Regions from separate parts of the Mus musculus genome. Here regions 1, 3 and 4 are each linked to region 2. Evidence: chromatin contacts called from public Hi-C data. All regions are on one chromosome and are shown on one strand. The core of a region is the stretch at or near the end of the contact, and the rest is flanking DNA. Distances in the headings are between cores, read along the strand shown. Region 1 holds the start of Ythdf3 (YTH N6-methyladenosine RNA binding protein 3). Region 2 holds the start of Mynn (myoneurin). Region 3 holds the start of Pgrmc2 (progesterone receptor membrane component 2). Region 4 holds the start of Mtfr1 (mitochondrial fission regulator 1).

Region 1 (2,700 bases), core at 197-2,696, about 14 Mb after region 2:
TGACTACTTTGTTCCACACGCATAAATACAAACTACATTTGTGTTTTAACTGCCTTACTTTTAGTGGTAGTTTTTAAATAGCAAATCATATAACACTAGCAATAACTGCACAAATAATTTCCTTCTCGGGCTTTTGTAAGAAACCAGATCGAGACACGCCTTCCAATCAGAGCGCTGCTGTAAGATTACATACTTGTTAGGAGTTCTATAGTGGTGTTGTCTCCTTGCAAGCAACTTCACTGATTCTATTCAGTGATTGGGGCATGATTTTCACCCAATGTGGCATAGAACGCCATGTGATTTGCCAAGTTTAAATGTAATCCCGAAATTTCAAACAGAATGCTGTTCACTTTAAAAACTTATCCAACTATACACAAATGTAGAAAAAAGTATGACCTAAGTTATGTAACAAACATAAATGGTAAACTGAAGAAATAACATTACGTTCATTGAAATACAACCAAGACAGCTGTTTCTTCTTAGTACTTCGGTTTCTACAAACCCAGGAGCTAAGTAAATGTTGTCTGTTAGCTGCGTTGGATGTTTTTCTATCCTTTATATTTAGAAAGAAGTGCAAAAACAAGAAAGAAACCGCTTACAGTTTTTTTTAAAAAAAAATCACATCAAGGGAACACCTAAGGGGAAAACAAACAAACAAACTCACCTTTATTTCCTTGCCCTTTAGGTCTCTGAAGCAAGACGACAGAGGTGGTAAAGAGGGGGAGGGGGAAGAAAAGTGCGTTAAACAGAGCCACTGCAAACAAGTTCTTCAGAACAATCCGCGTAGGTGTGAACCCCACCAGATCCTCCGCAACCTCTCCGCCCGGCCGCCTCCCGCCGCCTCTCCGCCTCGCCTCCGGCACCCGCCAGCTCCGGGCCCCGCGGCGGCCGCCGGGACCTCCGGGCCTGTGGTCACGGGCGCCGGCCGCAGACTCAGCCGCCCGCGCTCAGGCCGGCCTGGGCAGCAGCCCCGACAACCGGGACCCGCGGCGCCGTTACGGAGCTAGCGGCGGCTAGAGGAGCCGCGCCGCACGCGAGGGTGGAGCTCTGCAGCTCCGGCCTTCGCCGAGCCGGGGCCCTGCTCCCTCACCTGATCCACGCTAGTGGCTGACATTCTTCACCGTAACCCGAGAGGAACCGCCGCCGCCGCCGCCGCTGCCTGGGCCTCGCCGAGAGCACTCACAGCAGTCGACTACCGCCCTCGCGAAGCTCTGCTCCGGCCTCCGCCGCCGCCGCTCTCGCAGGCTCCAGGGAGAGGGCTCACGCTCGGGAGTCGCGGAAGGGGCCCGAGCTCGCCGCCTGCACACTGCTCGTCCCCGCTCGTCCTCCGATCCTCGGGCCCACAATGGCGGACAGGCGCCTCAGCCCCACTTCCGCTCCGGGCCGTCCTGACCTTCCGCTATCCAGTCTGACGTCCACGCACACCTCGCAGTTCCTCCCCCACTCCCGCCACGGCCTCGGGCTCCGCCCCCGCCGTGCACGTCATCGGAGAGGGGAGGGGGGCAGAGACCCGGAGGCGCAGCTGTACTTTAGACGCATGCGCGGTACCGTGAGCGTTGGGCTCGGGCGTTGTTAGCCTGGAGGCTACAGAAGCGGTCCAGCAGCGCCTGTCCGCTCAGCCACCACCGGGCGTGCGTGCGTGCGTGCGGGGTGCGGGAGCACGCTCTCAATGAATGCTTTCTAACTCTCTACTGGGATGGGGTTGGTTTTTATTGAATAAAATAGCCTTCGGAAAGAGAAACAGTTGCAAGACTGCTGCCCCTCCCGAAAAAAAGAAAATGTTAAAATGTCCCTAGAAACTGGTAATGTTACTTTCTTACCTGTTGGCAAAAACAAAGAAAGTCAGTCCAATTATAATTTTGGCATTTTTATTGAATTTCCTTCCCAAGTAAGATTTCTTTACAGGTGTGGTGTAGTGTGCATTCCTAACTAGCCAAATCCTTTTAAAACCTCCCAGTTTAAGTGCTAACCTATGAAGCAGGAAATTAGGAAAATCACAGTTTTCTATATGTAGTACCACAATATTTTAGAATCACTGTGTCAAGATTGCTTCTCATGCAAATCCTCAAAAGGCAATTTTAGGTGTGGTCAACCCAAATCCCTTTCTCTTGTGTTCCTTCTGTTCGGACCCTGAGCTGCAAATCAGTCCATTTCCCAAGGTCCCCCTTATTCTACATTGCTCTACCTAGCTCCCACTCCCAAAAACATTTTTGGTTTTCAAGGAGTTTGTCGGAAGAGGAATTGAGGCTGGAAAGTTGAAAGTGCATAGCGAAAACTAATAGAAAAGGCTTGCAGGCCTTGACTTTACTCCTATCTGAGAAGCATGGCTTTGGAATTCCACGAATCTCAGTTTGAATTCTTACCTAGCAATGATTAGTTTATAACCTTGGAGAAGTCTCTTAACCTAAACCTTGGCGTCATGAGTAAACTAAGGCCTGACATACATAATCAGCCACTTCTTGTTTCTTCACTGAGTGAGTCCCCGCATCAAAACTGTAACTCAGTGAGTACTCCTGAAATGTCAGGCAATATAATTGATTAAATAGTCACAGTATCTTGTGTGATAACTGCTGCTACAAAAATTGAAGGCTGGGTGAGGGAGCACATACCTTTAAACTCAGCACTTGAGGGTGGATCTCTGTGAGTTTGAGGCTAGCCTGATCTATATGAGTTCCAGGACAGCCAAGGCTACGTTTCAAA
Region 2 (2,762 bases), core at 191-2,690:
CAGAATGGGATTTCACCCTTGATCTAAAAAAGACAAGAAGAGACGGTGAACTGATAGCCGTAAGCTTTCATCAAACATTCACCCATGCAGCGGTAAGGGAGTGTGGGACAAAAGACTAAACCCAAAGAACACAGCTCTTCCTTTGCCTCCCAACCCCCAAAAGCCTCATCGAACACTCGTGGTGATTAAATGCTTTTCTTTGTTTTACTGCACTAGAACACTAATGCAATAAAAGGCAGTGAAAAAAACAAAAACAAAAACAACAACAACAAAAAAAAACATGTCACAGTTGTAAACAGGGCCGTAAAATCCTAAGCTTCTAGAGTTGACCCCTCAAACTTTTAAGCTCCAACAGGCATCTTTACCTGAAGGTGCTTAAACAAATAGACTAAGAAAAGCCTCCTTGAAACAGGATAAGAACACGATACGAGTTGTTCCCATTGCTCTCTGATCACTGAACCCTGTAAGCAGAGATGGTGAGGTTCCAAGCTCCAGGCAAGTGCAAGGGGGCGGGAACGCCCCGACCCGCTGTGTCAAAGGTTCCATCACTCTCCGGAGGAGGACACACCCCTTGCCTGCCCGCTGCTTGCTTGGCAGCGGCGGAGGGCGACAGTCCTAGCCAGTCCCCGGCCACCGCTGCCTTGCACTCCCAGCTTGCACTCCCGCGAGTTCCCACGGCACCGGCCATGACTACATATACCGCGGACGCTGCCTCTGCCTAGACACCCTCCTCCGCCCCGAATCGCGCTCGATCTCCGAGGCGCCGGACCACATAAGACCCCGGGATCCCAGAACGCAGGGACGACAGGCCAGACAGAGGGCGGCACTCACCCGTAGCCGCCCAAGGGAAACAGTTTCTTCACTCTCTCACCGCCATCTTGGGAGGACGTCACTGCGACGCTCCGCCTCTCCCTTCCTCCTCTGCGATAGCGTCACGTCCGGGTGTGTGGTCCATTGGGGACACCGGAGATAGGACGCTAAAAGTCTACTAGGGCCGGCGAGCTGGGTCTCAGAGCCCTGACTTCCCGGCATGCCCAGGTCTCCGGATCACACCTCCTTGCTCACTCGCATCCGGTGCGAGCTGCTCACCTTGTCAGCCCGCAGCTGTCGGCCCAGATTCTGGATGGAGACCGGGCTTGAGTGCAGAGCCGGCCTCTCCGGGAACCGCGCTGCGCGCTGCATGCTGGGAGTTGTAGTTCTTTTCCTCGCCTGTCATCCTGTCTTCATTAGCGCCCCTCCAGTGGAGATGACTGTGTTGTGCACCCTGGTTCTTGACCGGGGCGAGTGGGAGGGATATGCTTAAGTCGAGACCAATCACTCCTTCCTCTTTTGCATATCCGAAAGCTCTTGGGACCCCCAGAATTCTGTTTGAACCGGCTCACCAAAGCTCATCTACCAGAATGCCCTTACCTGGCAACAGAGATGAGATGTTCGAAAGCAAAGCAAAGCAGCAGGGCACACTGGGCATGCGCAACGTGGGAGGAAGGTGGGCTTTCTACCGGAAAAGGTTTTCCTACGTCTGAACCAGAATAATTTTAGCACAGTTATTTACCTCGAAATCAGAGTTAGTGCAGTAAAGGGAGAAGAGCAAAGTTAAGTTTTGATGTGTTCTTCCCTAGAACCTGCGGACGTCATAAATCTTAAAAAGCACAACTGAAACGTTTGTTGGTATAAGTTACGTTTATGCTTTTTAAGGAATTTACCTGTGACTTTATTTAAAAGACAGTCTCAAAAACTCTGAGAGTTTTTTCCATACCGGAATCTTTTTGCTTATATCTCTGTGAAGAATTTGTGAATAAAACCACGAGTCGTTTTTATAAGAAAAATGTTGAGGCTACTTTTTTATATGTCTGAGTATAAATTTCTTTTTAATTTCATCTTTTTGTCAAACCCTTTCGATAATGTGTTAATTCTGAAATATTTAGTGAAGTTGACATATAAATTAAGAACAAAATTTAGCCTGACAGGAGGGGGGGGAAATGGAATCTCGAGGGGAGAAAACTGAATACAGACATGCTTCAGAGGCTAGAGATTGGGAGAATGCCTTCTAGAATCAGTAGCTACCTACTTCATCAGCCCTTTTTGTTGCTGCTCTCGTCTGTGTGTTGGGGCGTTTGTTATCAACATTAAAACAGCTGATTCAAGGTCGTTTCTTTAATGGGCGGGTTACCGTTTTAAAAGATATGTTTCCGCCCGGTTTCGAACCGGGGACCTTTCGCGTGTTAGGCGAACGTGATAACCACTACACTACGGAAACTTGGTTGCACTGGTGTGTTGAAATGTTCTTCTTATGTGATGTCGTCATATACGTTTCACACCTGTTTAAGGTTTATGCATTTTTCAATGAGGAGAGAGAAAAAATATTAACAAAGCACAGTTAACTTAACAGGCTGAGACTATTTAAAAGTTTGAACTTGTTTGCAATTTCTTTTTCTCCCTTCCTTCCTTTCATTCATTCTGTCTTTTTCTTGTTTTGCTAAGCCCGGCGGGTACACCACTAGAGACCAGCAGGCACACTTAGTTCCTGGCCGAATTTCATTTTTTTTCTCATTTTAGACAGGTTATGCTTTCCTCCAGCTGGGAAGCAGCGGCGCGCTGTAGCCAGGGCCTGTGATTTGGCGCAGTACAGTGCTTTGGCGGGTTTTGGTGGAAGCACGTGTAAATTACCCTTTTCCCCATCCTGCTTCGAAACCAAAGCTTCTATTTGTGTGCTGTTTTAAAGCCCCTAAAGGATGCGCGAAACCAGACACCAAGACGTTCAT
Region 3 (2,700 bases), core at 49-2,548, about 10 Mb before region 2:
GAACCGTCTCAAAAACAAAAAGACGGTATTTCATGACAAATTCAAATTTCGGTGTCTCTAAGTACATTTTTAATAGAAACACTATCATGCTCATTCTCTATTATTTATGTAACAGTTGGGACAGAGAGACCTTATGGCCCACAGCACCTAAATATATAATCCATTACAGAAAAAAATTTCAGCACCTTCCCCCCCCCCCCCCCCAAAAAAAAGCCACGATGAGTCTTATGTACAATGGCTGGTTTCCCATCCTTTCGAGTGTTAAAACCTCTCTAGGGAAGTTATGATCACCAGTACCGTTAGTGGGTAGGGCTCTCCTGTCCATTGACACTAAAGACAGTTACCTAAAAACTAATAGCAGCCAGAAAAGCCCATCCCTACTTTTCTATACTGTTCACGCCAAAGCCTGAGTCAGCTCCTTTCTGAGTCAGCTCCTTTATGCCGGGTAGCTCACCCCTAGGCTGCCACCATTCGTCTATACCTGTCCCCCACCCCCGGTTGTTCAAAGTTATAAGGAACTGGCCATTCCCTGGATGCATCTTCCTTCCTCACAAGCAGAGTGACAGAAGCCTGTCAAACTAGCTGAGGGCGCGAGATGGGTGGAATTCACACTGGAAAGCACTCTCGCAGGCCCCGAGCAAGGCTATGGAGCTAGAGCCACAGGCTGCTTTATCCGCGCACGCCCACCGCCGGGGAGCAAAGCGCAGAAGAGCTTGCGTCCGACTCCTGTTAGGAGCACTGCCCAAAAGCAGCGTGGGCCGGGACCCGAGTGTCCGGCGCTGCTAGGGCTAGTGCCCGAAGCCCAGCTTCACACGCGGCCCCGCAGCTCACGCTCTATTGCGGCCTCCGCCGTGCGTCGTCACAGACGCGAACCAGCCGTCTCAGAGAGAAGCCGCTTCTGGGCGCACGCGCGCGCAGCAGGGAGGGGTTGCTAAAAAGAGCCCAGCGCGTGGCGTCCCAGGGCCCGCGCACGCGCCCTGACGGCGCTCCGCCCATACGCGCGAGTACGCACGCGCACAGCCGGCTCGGCCCACCCCCCCCCCGCCCCACGCACACTCTATTTTTCTTCAGCCCCGCCCTTCCCTTACACTCCCCAGGCTGAAAGCGTTGGGGCTGTGAGAGCAGGGAAGTGTGGGGCGAGGTGGGCGGGGCGTTGCCCGCGCGCGCTGCCAGCCAGAGCCCGAGCTGCGAGAGCGAAGCCAGACAACGTTACCCAGCCAACAGCCAATAAGCAGCCGGCGCTGCCACGCCCCAGCCCCTCACGTGATTGGCTGAGCGCCGCCTGGTGGGCAGGGCCGCGGGCTTGGGGAGGGCAGGGGGCGGGAGGAGGAAGGCGCTGGCGGGCAGTGATGGCGGCGGGTGATGGGGACGTAAAGCTAAGCACCCTGGGGAGCGGCGGGGAGAGTGGCGGCGACGGGAGCCCGGGTGGCGCCGGAGCGACGGCGGCGAGGAGCAGTTGGGTGGCGGCGCTGCTGGCGACGGGCGGGGAGATGCTGCTGAACGTGGCGCTGGTGGCGCTGGTGCTGCTGGGGGCCTACCGGCTGTGGGTGCGCTGGGGGCGGCGTGGTCTGTGCTCGGGACCCGGGGCGGGCGAGGAGAGCCCGGCCGCCACGCTGCCGCGCATGAAGAAGCGGGACTTCAGCCTGGAGCAGCTGCGCCAGTACGACGGGGCGCGCACGCCGCGCATCCTGCTCGCGGTCAATGGGAAAGTCTTCGACGTGACCAAAGGCAGCAAGTTCTACGGCCCCGGTGAGGAGTGAGGGGTGTCGGGGTGGGGATCCGGGACACCCTATCCCCGCCGCGGCCCCGCTCCTGGACCGCAGCCCCGCGCACGCCCCCAGCTGCGGGCGTCGTGGGGGGCTCAGTGGCGCCCCACAGACCTGCGCTCGGCGTTCCTTGCCTTTCCCAATCCGTATCTCCTCGCAGCTTTTCCTGGGGCTGAAATTCTCAAAATTGTTAAGAGTTGTCTCTAGTCACGTTGGCGTTCAACCTTTCCTCGGAGCGTTTTGATTTCTGGGCTTTGTCGGGGCAAGAGGGCTAAAGTGGCGATCCAAAGTTTTTGGCCCAGTGTTAAGACAGCTTTCTTCTTATTCTGGGTTGTCTGTTTGACACTTGCCTACTTTTTCCCTTCTCCGGACTTGTCTGCCGAGAGTCAGGGCTAGGGACACGTAGTTTCAAGTCCCAAGCCCTGGAGCTCGGTTTCACAACCACCCCGGACTCGTTTTCATTCTTTTTCTAAAAAGTCGGTTTGGGCTCCAAGATGCTTTCCAAGATTAACAACTGTATGTAAAATGAGGACGGACCAGAACGTAAACCTTAATAAGTAAGACTGGCAAAGATATTGGCCCTGAGTGTAGGGGGTGGAGCTCATCTGCCCAGGAGGCAGGCGTGTCTCTTGTCTCCGACTCTCTCAGTCTCTCCCTCCTTCCCTCCTCTCCTTCTTTCTCTGCTAATAGTAAAATAAGTATTCAAATACCCGTTGAAAATAAATTATTGTATTTTCCCTTAGCAGAATGAGACGCCTTGGGGGGGTGAGGGGGGGCACGAACCTAGAAGCGTCGAACTTCTCGCCCCCTGCCCTGCATGTGCTGAAGGTTTTACAACTTTACTTTCAGAAAATTACGTGGAAGGTAGTTGCCGTTAGAGGCCCTTTTGCAGTGTAGTGGTAATCTATATTGCAGATTGTGCAAATAAACTTCA
Region 4 (2,700 bases), core at 77-2,576, about 11 Mb after region 2:
GGTCCACTTCAGCTACATGTTCCTTCACGTGTTTAGCCCAGCAGAACACCGTACAACACAGTTTCTAAAGAACCCTTAAGTTTCCTCTTCAGTTACTAGACTTGCATTTCAATTCAAAGATTAGGGTGTTGATAGAGAGTTAGCTGCACATCGTGACTGAGACTTTTCTTAGCTCGTAAGCATTTTATAGTCAAACTCGGTTGTATATAATCGCAAACCCATTTCTATTACCTTCTTTTTAAAAATAATTTTTACCTTTTAAATGATTTTTGTGTATGTACAATATATGTGATCAATATATGTGGACACAACTTACTTTCATGTAACAAGATAGTAAGTGTCACAACTTCCTTGACTAAGTCATTGTAATGTAAAACAACTACATACACTAGGAAAAGGTGACTGGAATCGGGCGTGGTGACTGAGGCAGGAGGTTTTAGGCAGCTCAACCTAATCTACATAGTGCATTCCACCCCAGCCTAGAGTAAGGAAGACAACTCTGTCTCAAAACCAAACCAAACAAAAAAGTGAACGCTAAATTACCAAGTATCATGAAATACTCCTTAATATTCTTTTCCGGATGTGGTGAAGCAAGCTTTAAATCCTGTAGTTGGGAGGTGGAGGGGGTAGGATCCGAACTTCTATTGACCATCCTCAAGCACAAAACGAGGTTTAAGCCAGAAGAGGTTACATCAGACCAATCACAAAACAAACCATCAGGCGGAAAGAAAGGTTTGGTTAAGTTTGACTTCAGATCTCAAAGTTTCTGTAGTCTGGCTACACGCAAACTGCGCACGCTTAGAAAGTTCAGAGCTGCCAGCCGACAATGACAGGAAAGTAGGTCCAGGTAGAACAGGCTGAACGCCGTGGGCCGCCCCGTTCAGCCCGGATCCAGCGAGGGCACAACGCCGACTGCGGGGGATGGGAGCCAGGCCGGCGGCCCGCGGAGCTCAGCAGGCCAGGCGCGGGCGAGCCGGAGGGCTGCTCTCTGCTCCGGGCTTCCGCGGCCTCCCTCCCGCTCGCCGGCCTCCCGCGCCGCGCCCCGTCCCCTCCCTTGTCCACAACACGGCCTCCCGCCACCGTTCAGCTCCGGGTGGTAGCCATTCCCCACCCCGCCAACCGCTTTTCTGTCCCGGGCCCCACTCACCTCGGCTGCGCAGCAGCCCTCACCTTCGCAGCTGCTCAGCCTTCCAGATTGGCTGTCCCAGGACCTTATGCCAATCAGCCAATCCCCGCCCCTGGCCCGGCCTAGGCTGACCAGTGAACGGCTCGCTGAGGCCCGGGGGCGGGCTCAGGAGAGGCCGGCGGAAGGCGTGTCTGCTCGCCGGCCACGCCGGCTACCTGTCCCGGGCTCTGTGCGCACGCGCGGTGCCCAGTAAGGGGCGTGTGCTTGCTAGTGTGCCGCGCTTTGTCTTGGGTGCTTCTGCCCCTGTTATTTTTGTTGGTAAACTTCGCCCCTTTTGGGTGTAGGAATACCCACATTCCGAGTGAAGTCTCAAATGTGTGCCCGCTGAAAGGAGCTAGGTCCTTAGCCTAGCCTAGCCTAGCCTGTGTCGAGCCCTTCTCAACCCACGCTCTGTGGGGACTTTGTCTGCCAGGGCGATCTGTTTCGGGCCTCAAATCCCGGACGTATGTTCTGGAGGAGTGGAAGGCGCGGCTCAGAGGGAGTGAAGACTTTTCCTGCCTTCAGTTCCCCCGCCTCAAAGTCTGCCTAATTGGTGTGCGTAGTTTTTAATGAAGGGTTATTCTAGATTTCAGATAACCTAGTCATGAAAATACGATCAGTCTGTGTCAAGTTAGCTATAAGCAGCACGGTGGTGTGTGTGGGTGCGATAAAACGTGAATATGGAGGGAAAGCCTATCAGTAATTCAAGAGGCCGCTCCTACCTGGGCGTGGCGGCTCCTGCTATGTAAAACGAGTAGTTTGAAGTTGGAGGCTGGAGGATCCAGAGTTGAAGACCAGCCTATGTCCAAAACAACCTGGAAGAGGGTGGAAGAGTTGAGGTGGGAAGTGGGCAGCAGCTGTTGCTACTTCGCCTTCTCTCTTACCCTCTCATTGGAGCGCTGGTGTTCTTACCCTGGATGGCCTAAATTCCTCCTGGCTACTGCTTTGGATTTCACCTAGAGCTTCAATTCAGTTACTCAGCAACGGCTCGTTGGGAGCCCATTATGACAGTACAAAGTTGGTGGGGTTTGTTTGTTTGTTTGTTTGTTTTTTAAGCCTTGAACCACACCCTGAGTAAGCCTACCAAAAGGCAGGGAGATCAAAACAAGGTTAATTAATATATGTGACCAAGTGTTATAACGTTTTAAGTACAAAAGGGCCTGACAGGCTGTGACCAAGGCTGGGAGAGAGAAGCCTGAGAGAGCAGTTCAGGGAGGGGTGCTTGGTCTGAAGGCTGATGAAAAGACAAAAGCTGCTGAAGTGAACTGGTAGGGACCACACACCAGGGCGACCATTCCAATGATACTTGTAGGATTTACTGCTAAGCTATTAGTTGCCTCAGGATCCCTGGTCACCAGCTGTGTGACCCACAGGTGACTCTCAGCTGCCTGCCACCACACAGGCCTATGTGATTGTCTATGTTTAAGAAGAAGGGTATCTGAAAGCACCCATCAGTTGGAGATGGCTTAAAACCTGTTTTTTGTTTTGTTTTGATTTGATTTGATTTTTTCTTTACAACTTCCCTCCCTTCCCAC

Evidence for each region. Hi-C and Micro-C count contacts between places; a contact is called where the count stands out from the background.
Region 1: a contact with region 2 is called in a Hi-C map of B cells, with 6 read pairs. The contact joins the promoter of Ythdf3 here to the promoter of Mynn in region 2. A contact is called at or near these places in 2 of 484 Hi-C or Micro-C datasets (B cells and CD4 T cells).
Region 3: a contact with region 2 is called in a Hi-C map of B cells, with 5 read pairs. The contact joins the promoter of Pgrmc2 here to the promoter of Mynn in region 2. A contact is called at or near these places in 1 of 39 promoter capture datasets (pre-B cells) and 1 of 484 Hi-C or Micro-C datasets (B cells).
Region 4: a Hi-C map of B cells shows a contact between it and region 2, with 6 read pairs. The contact joins the promoter of Mtfr1 here to the promoter of Mynn in region 2. A contact is called at or near these places in 1 of 39 promoter capture datasets (pre-B cells) and 1 of 484 Hi-C or Micro-C datasets (B cells).

Annotation. Positions count from the first base shown.
Region 1 is chr3:16,181,911-16,184,610 of GRCm38.p6, reverse strand. Ythdf3 (YTH N6-methyladenosine RNA binding protein 3) reads right to left here and starts at 1,446. Exons shown (of 5, transcript NM_001145919.2): 1 at 1,091-1,446; 2 at 665-689. The coding sequence starts at 1,114.
Region 2 is chr3:30,600,765-30,603,526 of GRCm38.p6, reverse strand. It overlaps Mynn (myoneurin), which reads right to left and starts at 1,440. Exons shown (of 8, transcript NM_030557.3): 1 at 832-1,440; 2 at 1-23. It overlaps n-TVaac8 (a tRNA gene), which reads right to left and starts at 2,257; the gene lies at 2,185-2,257.
Region 3 is chr3:41,081,644-41,084,343 of GRCm38.p6, reverse strand. Pgrmc2 (progesterone receptor membrane component 2) reads left to right here and starts at 1,298. Exons shown (of 3, transcript NM_027558.1): 1 at 1,298-1,749. The coding sequence starts at 1,350.
Region 4 is chr3:19,186,736-19,189,435 of GRCm38.p6, reverse strand. It overlaps Mtfr1 (mitochondrial fission regulator 1), which reads right to left and starts at 1,326. Exons shown (of 8, transcript NM_026182.6): 1 at 1,148-1,326.